Linked DNA regions of Rattus norvegicus: region 2 is linked to region 1. A link is a contact called in public Hi-C data. All regions are on one chromosome and are shown on one strand. The core of a region is the stretch at or near the end of the contact, and the rest is flanking DNA. Distances in the headings are between cores, read along the strand shown.

Region 1 (3,503 bases), core at 895-3,394:
AAAAAAAACAGTAATAATAATAACAACAACAACAACAACAAAGTACCAAGCCACAGGAATCTAGATGGAACTATAGTATCCCTGGTGTTATAATGCAATATAGACTTGCAACTAATACAGTAGCAGTGCTGGCTGGCATGGCAGCTCGCACCTTCCTTCCTAGCATTTACGTGGCAGGGGCAGGCAGATCTTGTTGAGTTTGTGGTCAACTCAGTCTAGTCTGCATAAGGAGTTGCAGGCTAGCCAGGGGCTCCATAATCAGATGCTGTCTCAGAAGCACAGTGCAAGTGCAGTAAAGCACAGTTCAGCACAGCAAGCACAGTGACTGCGGACTGGGACTGCGGCTAGGCAGCAAGGACAGCTGTTCTGCCATCTATAAGGACAGCATGCTGAACAAAACAGTCTTGCTCCCAAGCGTGTGGAAAGCCAGGTAGTGGAGGGAAGCCTGCAGCCAGCTTCGAACTAATTAAAACCTGGGTTAAGAACTAGAGCAGCACTAACGTACTCACCTCGCCCAAAACGAAGCGAATGGTCCAAAAAGTAGTATAGTATGCTAGAGTCACCACACCTCAAACAGAACCCAGATCCCACAGGCAAATCCCACATCTCCGTACGTCCCCAAGCTTACCAAAAAACAAAATACTAAGAACACAAACATAAATGCAAGACACTCACACCATCCAGTCCATCGTGGCTATTGGTGAGGAGAATGGGGTCAGGGACTGGGAGATTCATGTCTGAGTGGATCTGAGTTAGGTCATGGATATTTAGAATTGGTTCCTGAAAGAGAGGCATTCACCCCAAAACAGTATTAGTGTTAAGTTTAAAAAGAAAAGAAAGAAAAGAAAAGAAAAGGAGAGAGACGGGGGATAGGAGTATTTCTTGTAAAAGCAAACGAATCCTTTACAGTACACAAGGGAACAGAATCAACACACAGTCTGCCCCCTCTGTCAGAAAGACAGGAACCAAAGAAGTAATTTAAAGAAATAAAAGCGTCTCTCACCTTCAAAAAACTATCAAGTTCTAATAACTTCTTTGGGAAAAAATTTGCCACCAAGTCTTCTGCCTAGGCAGAGAAAATACACCTGAATTAATAAACTCCCTATGGATATCTTTTTGGGAAACCCCAAGCTATTAACCAATGCCCCTTTTCTCTTTTACAACCAGCACTCACCTCACTTGTGATCCGCTCCCTGAAAGAATCAACCTAGAATTAACAAAGAGAGCAATTCAATACCTAGTGATACAAGGGTGTGGATGGGGAACCCCAAATCCAGCTGTCTCGCCCTCACCTTGAAATTATAATTAGAAGGTGAGAGGCCCCCGGACTGCAAATATTTCATTTTTTTGAGGATCCATTTCTCCATCTTGGGAGAAGATGTTGGGGTTGCAGGCCGGCACCTGTCAGTTCTACCCCTTCTCTCCCTTTCCACCCACCCCTCACCCCCCTTGGTCCCTCCCTCCGTGTTGTCTGAAACCCTCTCAATTTCATAGGCAGACAAAAGCCAGACTGGAAGAAGTGAGCTCACAAACGTGCCAACTCCCCCCCAGACCTGGCCTATCATACGCAGTAGGCCAGCCTCAAGGGCAGGGTCAGTGGCAGGGTCGGGGGCGGGGACGTTCCTGGGCCCGGGATTTCCACCTGTCACTAGCCTAAAGCACTGAGTCTAACACGTGTCCAAGGAGGAGTCACTGGTGCACTCCATCACCAGAAGCAGGGCAGAAAGCCACCCTATATCGTCCTCTCCAATGCCGTCTCCAGGCGTGGGGGGCTGGGTTGAGCCAGGCGGAAGCTCATACCTGGTGTCCCCAGGGAGACAAAGACGACATGGGGAGTGGGGAGCAGATCCGACTGCTGGGGGTTCGAAAGGAGGGATGAGGAGGCCGGAGCTGTGCCGCTACCTTGAGCTTCACTTCCTGATCCACCTTCAGCAACGAGGCCATGGCCGGGCTGGACCGCGTCCGCTCCGCTGGGTGCCGGAGGTGCTGTGGGCTCCGGGGAGGGCACCGGAGGGGCCTGAGGAATCTCCGCTGCCCTCGGGACCCGGGCGCCCTCGCTGGCTTGCTCACCGCTTGCTCGTTCCCTCCCTCCGTGCCGGCCGGCCACCCGCCCGCCTGCTGCCGGGTAGCTCTCTCGCTCGCCCTCCCGGCTTTCGCCGCTCACGCCGGAAGTTGCGTCACAGCCAATCGCCCGGACTCCTGGGGAGGATGAGCACGTGCCCTGCGCAGCCGCTGTGATGCTCAACTCTACAGGTTCTCGGAGGGGCTAATGGAGCTCCAGGCCTTGTGACCTGTGGTGGCAAACCTAGGACAGGGATGCTGAGACCCAAATCTCCCGGGGACTCAAGAGTGATGTGTCTTATTGTCCCGGAACTCGACTTCACCGTGGTACCTCACGTGCCACTGCTTCTGGAAGAGTAGGCGTCGCGCCCTAGTGACGTCGGCTGGAGAAGCCCGCGGCCCGGGTCCCTAGTTTAAGGTTCCGGGCTGTGACTACTGATTCCCGCCACCCATCCCTTACTCCTGACGACTAGTCTCAAACACAAGACAAGTTCCATTGCACCGAGCTTTCCTGGTACAGTTATCATAAACGTGCAGACCTCAGATATCAAGTATCTAAGGGGCAAATTCACTCTCAAAAGAGGATAGTGGCTTATCTTAAGAGACAACACATTGTTTTCAATGACTTCATTAGACTTAAGTTTTCAGTTCTAGGGGGAAGTGGTTACCATTTTCCCACTGGAAGTCCGAGACAGCAATCTCCTCTTTCAACAGTTTATTCGGTGTATCTTTTCCTATTGGTTATTCCATGCAATAAAATGGAGTAGGGGGATGTGCTAGACCCCAGAACAGTTTTCTGGAGAGACTAGAAATGTGCGCATCATGTATGTAGGGTGAGGTCTTCTAGCAGACGCATTAAAAAAATAACTTTAGCCAGTGTTAATTTACATATTACAATACAGTCAGCCCCTCGTGTCTGGATTTCCAATTCACCGCATCAACCAACTAAATGGGAAATATTCAGGAAAGCTTGAGCTACCAGGAGCTAAAAGGTGGACATAGTGGGTATTAAAGGCACTCGCCTCTAAGCCGACCGACGTTAATTCAATCCTTAGACACGTATGGTGTGACAGCCAATCCCTGCAAGTTGCCCTCTGACCTCTGTGCACACATAAGAAAATAAGTAAGCCCATCCAGAGTAAATGATAATGGTTTTAAATGCCTGAGCTTCAAAGTAAGGCCATATATAAATTGTCACAAAACAACCAAAAACAGAAAATGTGATACACTGTAGTACTCAATAGCCGGCAGAACCAGTGACTCTTCTATGGAAAACAACAGTTCTGGGGTACAGAAAGTGAACAATCTGCTTAAAGTTTCTGGTTGCCACTGGTGCTTCACACTGGAAAAACACCAGAAAATAAAGTGACCAAAATGCAAATGGGAGCAAAGAAATGGCAGGCAGACAATAGCAGGGATCTAAGATAGTCTTCCCACTTATT
Region 2 (3,384 bases), core at 136-2,635, 76 kb before region 1:
GCAGGATAATTACCTAAACCTAGGAGTCCAAGATTTGGCTAACGTAGTAAGACCTGTCTCGAAACAAAACAAATCTTGAGGATGTGATGCTTGCTTAGTGTTAGATTGTGTGATTAGGATACACAGGGCACTCAGCTTCCTATCTCCACTGAAGCAGTCAATTAGACAAACCAAAACCAAACACAAAACACACCTGTTTGATCTTCATTAAGACCCCTGTGAGGTAGGTCCTATTGTTACCCACATTTCACAGGCAAGGTTACCATACCCAAGAGAGAAGGAGTTTGCCTGAGAGTGTCTGCTCCCTCTCCCCACCCCCCTTCCCTTCTTTCTGAAGCAGGATATTCCATATCTAGCCCAGACTGGTCCGGAACTTGCAGTGATCCCCCGGCTTCCATCTCCCTCGTGCTGAGACTGCAGATGTGTACCAGCGTGCTTTGAGGCACACCTCTGACCAGCAGCCTGGTTCCTAAGCCCGTCGCTGAGCCACTGGGTCATCTGACGGCTCAATAAAGTACTTTACAGGAAGACAGGCTACCATGGCTTGCATCTTTCCTATCCTGTAAAGTATCGTCACTTCTTCCAGGTCAAATAAACAATTTGGGGCCTTGAGGCTGTTGGGCAATTCTGGCAGGAAAAATACCTGGGTCAAGCTATGGCTGTGAAAATTTCCAATCTAACGTTGCCATGAAGTCTCTCATTCGGGGCAGGCACGCACACAGTGCTGTTAACGGAGAAGTCAGGGTTCCTTGTGTTCAGTCCTTGCACATGAGGAGGCCTAAGGACAATTTCAGGTGTCTTCTTCCTCTATTTCTCTCTACCTTAGTCCCATGAGACAGTCTCTCTCTCTCTCTCTCTCTCTCTCTCTCTCTCTCTCTCTCTCTCTCGCACAGCCATGTAGAGCTGTTTTACATGGGTGTTAGGGATTCGAACTCAGGTCCTCGGTTTATGCAGCAAATGCTCTCTTAACCTCTAGGCTATCTTCCTGTGCTCCAGGAATCAATCTTTATGGGACTCTAAAGGTAAGGCTGTTTCCCTATACCTCTTCCTGAGCCTGTTTTCCTTCCTTGTTTCTGTAACCCTGGTTAACAGATAGTATTAAGCGATCCTAACGGTCCACTTTTGATGCCTCTGCTGTGGATATCTTGAAGGTTTCTACTCCGCTTAGAAAGTCTGAAAAACCATCATCGTGGCAAAGTTCAGGCCCTTGGCTTCCTCACTGACTGTGTTGTGATCCAAGCGAGTGAGCTCGTCCGGAATTTCGTACAAAGCTTTGCGTTTCTTCTGCTTTTTCAGCTGCTTGCCGACCTCAGGATCCTTCAATAAAATCAGTCCCAAGAACCCATCCCTTGTGATAGAACAGCAGAGGGCGCTGTGGGCCCGTTCTTGCCGACGCCTCTGGCAGCTGCAGGGAAGGCCCAGGAATATATATATATATCTCAGTTTGGTACACAGCCTGGCCGATGAAGCTGGCCTGGACCCCATCTCCAAATTAATTAACTAATTAAATAAGAGAAATAACGAGGATAACAGAACCCTTGTCCAGTTAGACAGGCATGGTTTCCTGGTCCCTAGGATGTGGAACATAAAGAGAGTTCTAAAACACAAGCAGAATAAACAAGGAATGGCTTGTAGCCTTCTGGAAATTATCCCCCGCCTCCCACTCTGAGTGTGCATGTGTACATAAGCATACATGTTCCTGTGCGTGCTGCTACACGTGTGTGCTCAGGGCCTCATGCTGACAGGGCACTTTATGGACTGAACCATCTCCCAGCCTCCCTCCATCTTTTTTTTTTTCAGAGGGAGCCTTGCTATATTGCCCAGCCTGGCCTTGACTTCCTGGACTCCGCTGTCTTCCTGCCTGGGCAACCCGAACAATCAGGGCTCCAGATGTGTGTTGCTTAGCGTGCCACCATTGTTTCTATTTTTGGAGTTCCAGACTTTCCCCAAACTTTATTTTTGGTGCCTGGGACACTGAGCTGCGGAGCTGCGGCAGAGTCACCCTCACAGTGCGGATGCATGAATATTTTATGCCTTTGCTCCTTTATCGCCATCATCTAGTGAGCTCAGAGGCCTCAAATATTGCCTGCTCCTGGAGCAATTCACTTGTCTTCTCAGTTGCCAATGCTCCTTTGGGTTCTTTTGTGTCCATTTGATAGATACTTTTTGTTTGTTTGTTTGTTTGTTTTTGAGATAGGGTTTCTTCGTGTAGCCCTGGCTGTCCTGGTACTGGCTCTGTAGACCAGGCTGGTTTTGAACTCAGAGACCCACCTGCCTGTTCGCTCCCTGTCCCATCCCCCAAGTGCTGGGATTAAGTAAAGGCTGTGCCACCACTACCTGGCTTCTGGGTTCGATTTATTTATCTTTATTTTCTGCACTTTGACTGTCTATATGTCTACATGAAGGTGTTGGATCCCCTGGAACAGGAATTACAGAGGGTTGTGAGCCGCCATGTGGGCACTGGGAACTGAACTCAGGTCCTCTGGAAGAGTAGCCAGTGCTCTTAACCACTGGCCATCTGTCCAGCCCTTTCCAGACTTTTTTTTTTTTCTTTTCTTTTTTTCGGAGCTGGGGACCGAACCCAGGGGGCCTTGCGCTTGCTAGGCAAGTGCTCTACCACTGAGCTAAATCCCCAACCCCCCCCCCTTTTTTTAAGATATATTTTATGTACATGAATACACTGTTGCTGTTTTCAGACCCATCAGAAGAGGACATCAGATCCCATTACAGATGGTTGTGAGCCACCATGTGGTTGCTGGAAATTGAACTCAGGACTTCGGTCAGTGCTCTTAACCGCTGAGCCATCTCTCCAGCCCTCTGATTTCTTTTTTTTCCCTTTTTTCTTTTTTTCGGAGCTGGGGATCGAACCCAGGGCCTTGCGCTTGCTAGGCAAGCGCTCTACCACTGAGCTAAATCCCCAACCCCAACTGATTTCTTTTTAAATGGAGGTTTGAGTGTCACTGTCCTGTATGATCCTGAATGTGTGTGTGTGTGTGTGTGTGTGTGTGTGTGTGTGTGTGTGTGTGTGTGTGTGTGTGTTTGTGTGTGTGTGACATGTACTTGCCCCCACTGGGGGGTCACATGGGCATGTGTGGGCATGGAGGTCAAAGGTCCCTATGTCTTGTCTTCCTTTATTGTTCTCCACTTTTTTCTGGATAGAGCATCAAAAAAAAAAAAAAAAAAAAAAAAAAACAAGTGTCTGTTGTGACAACAAATACAGAGGTATACCTACTCTGCCTCTTAAGTGCTGGGAATAAATGCCTGCTGCTTCTCTTCCTCCTTCCCCCTTGTATTTGCTTTTATTTTATATAATGGGTGCTGTCTTAGAGTTTCTATTGCTGTGAAGAGACACCATGACCATGGCAACTCTTATCAAGGAAAGTA

The links. A called contact is a pair of places that touch in the nucleus more often than the background predicts.
Region 2: a contact with region 1 is called in a Hi-C map of the A7r5 cell line, with 4 times the contacts expected there. The contact joins the enhancer-like site here to the promoter of Psme3 in region 1. A contact is called at or near these places in 11 of 12 Hi-C or Micro-C datasets (the A7r5 cell line, the Rat2 cell line, Schwann cells and 6 more) and 1 of 1 datasets of contacts at active chromatin or transcription factors (oligodendrocytes).

What each region holds. Positions count from the first base shown.
Region 1 is chr10:86,756,574-86,760,076 of GRCr8, reverse strand. Psme3 (proteasome activator subunit 3) reads right to left here and starts at 2,144. Exons shown (of 11, transcript NM_001011894.1): 1 at 1,903-2,144; 2 at 1,175-1,207; 3 at 1,004-1,066; 4 at 676-780. The coding sequence starts at 1,944.
Region 2 is chr10:86,831,837-86,835,220 of GRCr8, reverse strand. No RefSeq gene overlaps it. Among named protein-coding and RNA genes, the nearest start is that of Aarsd1, 20 kb to the left of the region's middle. Within about 2 kb of position 1,385, at least 5 of the 93 cell types and tissues checked have an H3K27ac peak or open chromatin away from gene starts, as enhancers often do. A contact at or near this core is called in the A7r5 cell line, where this site is marked.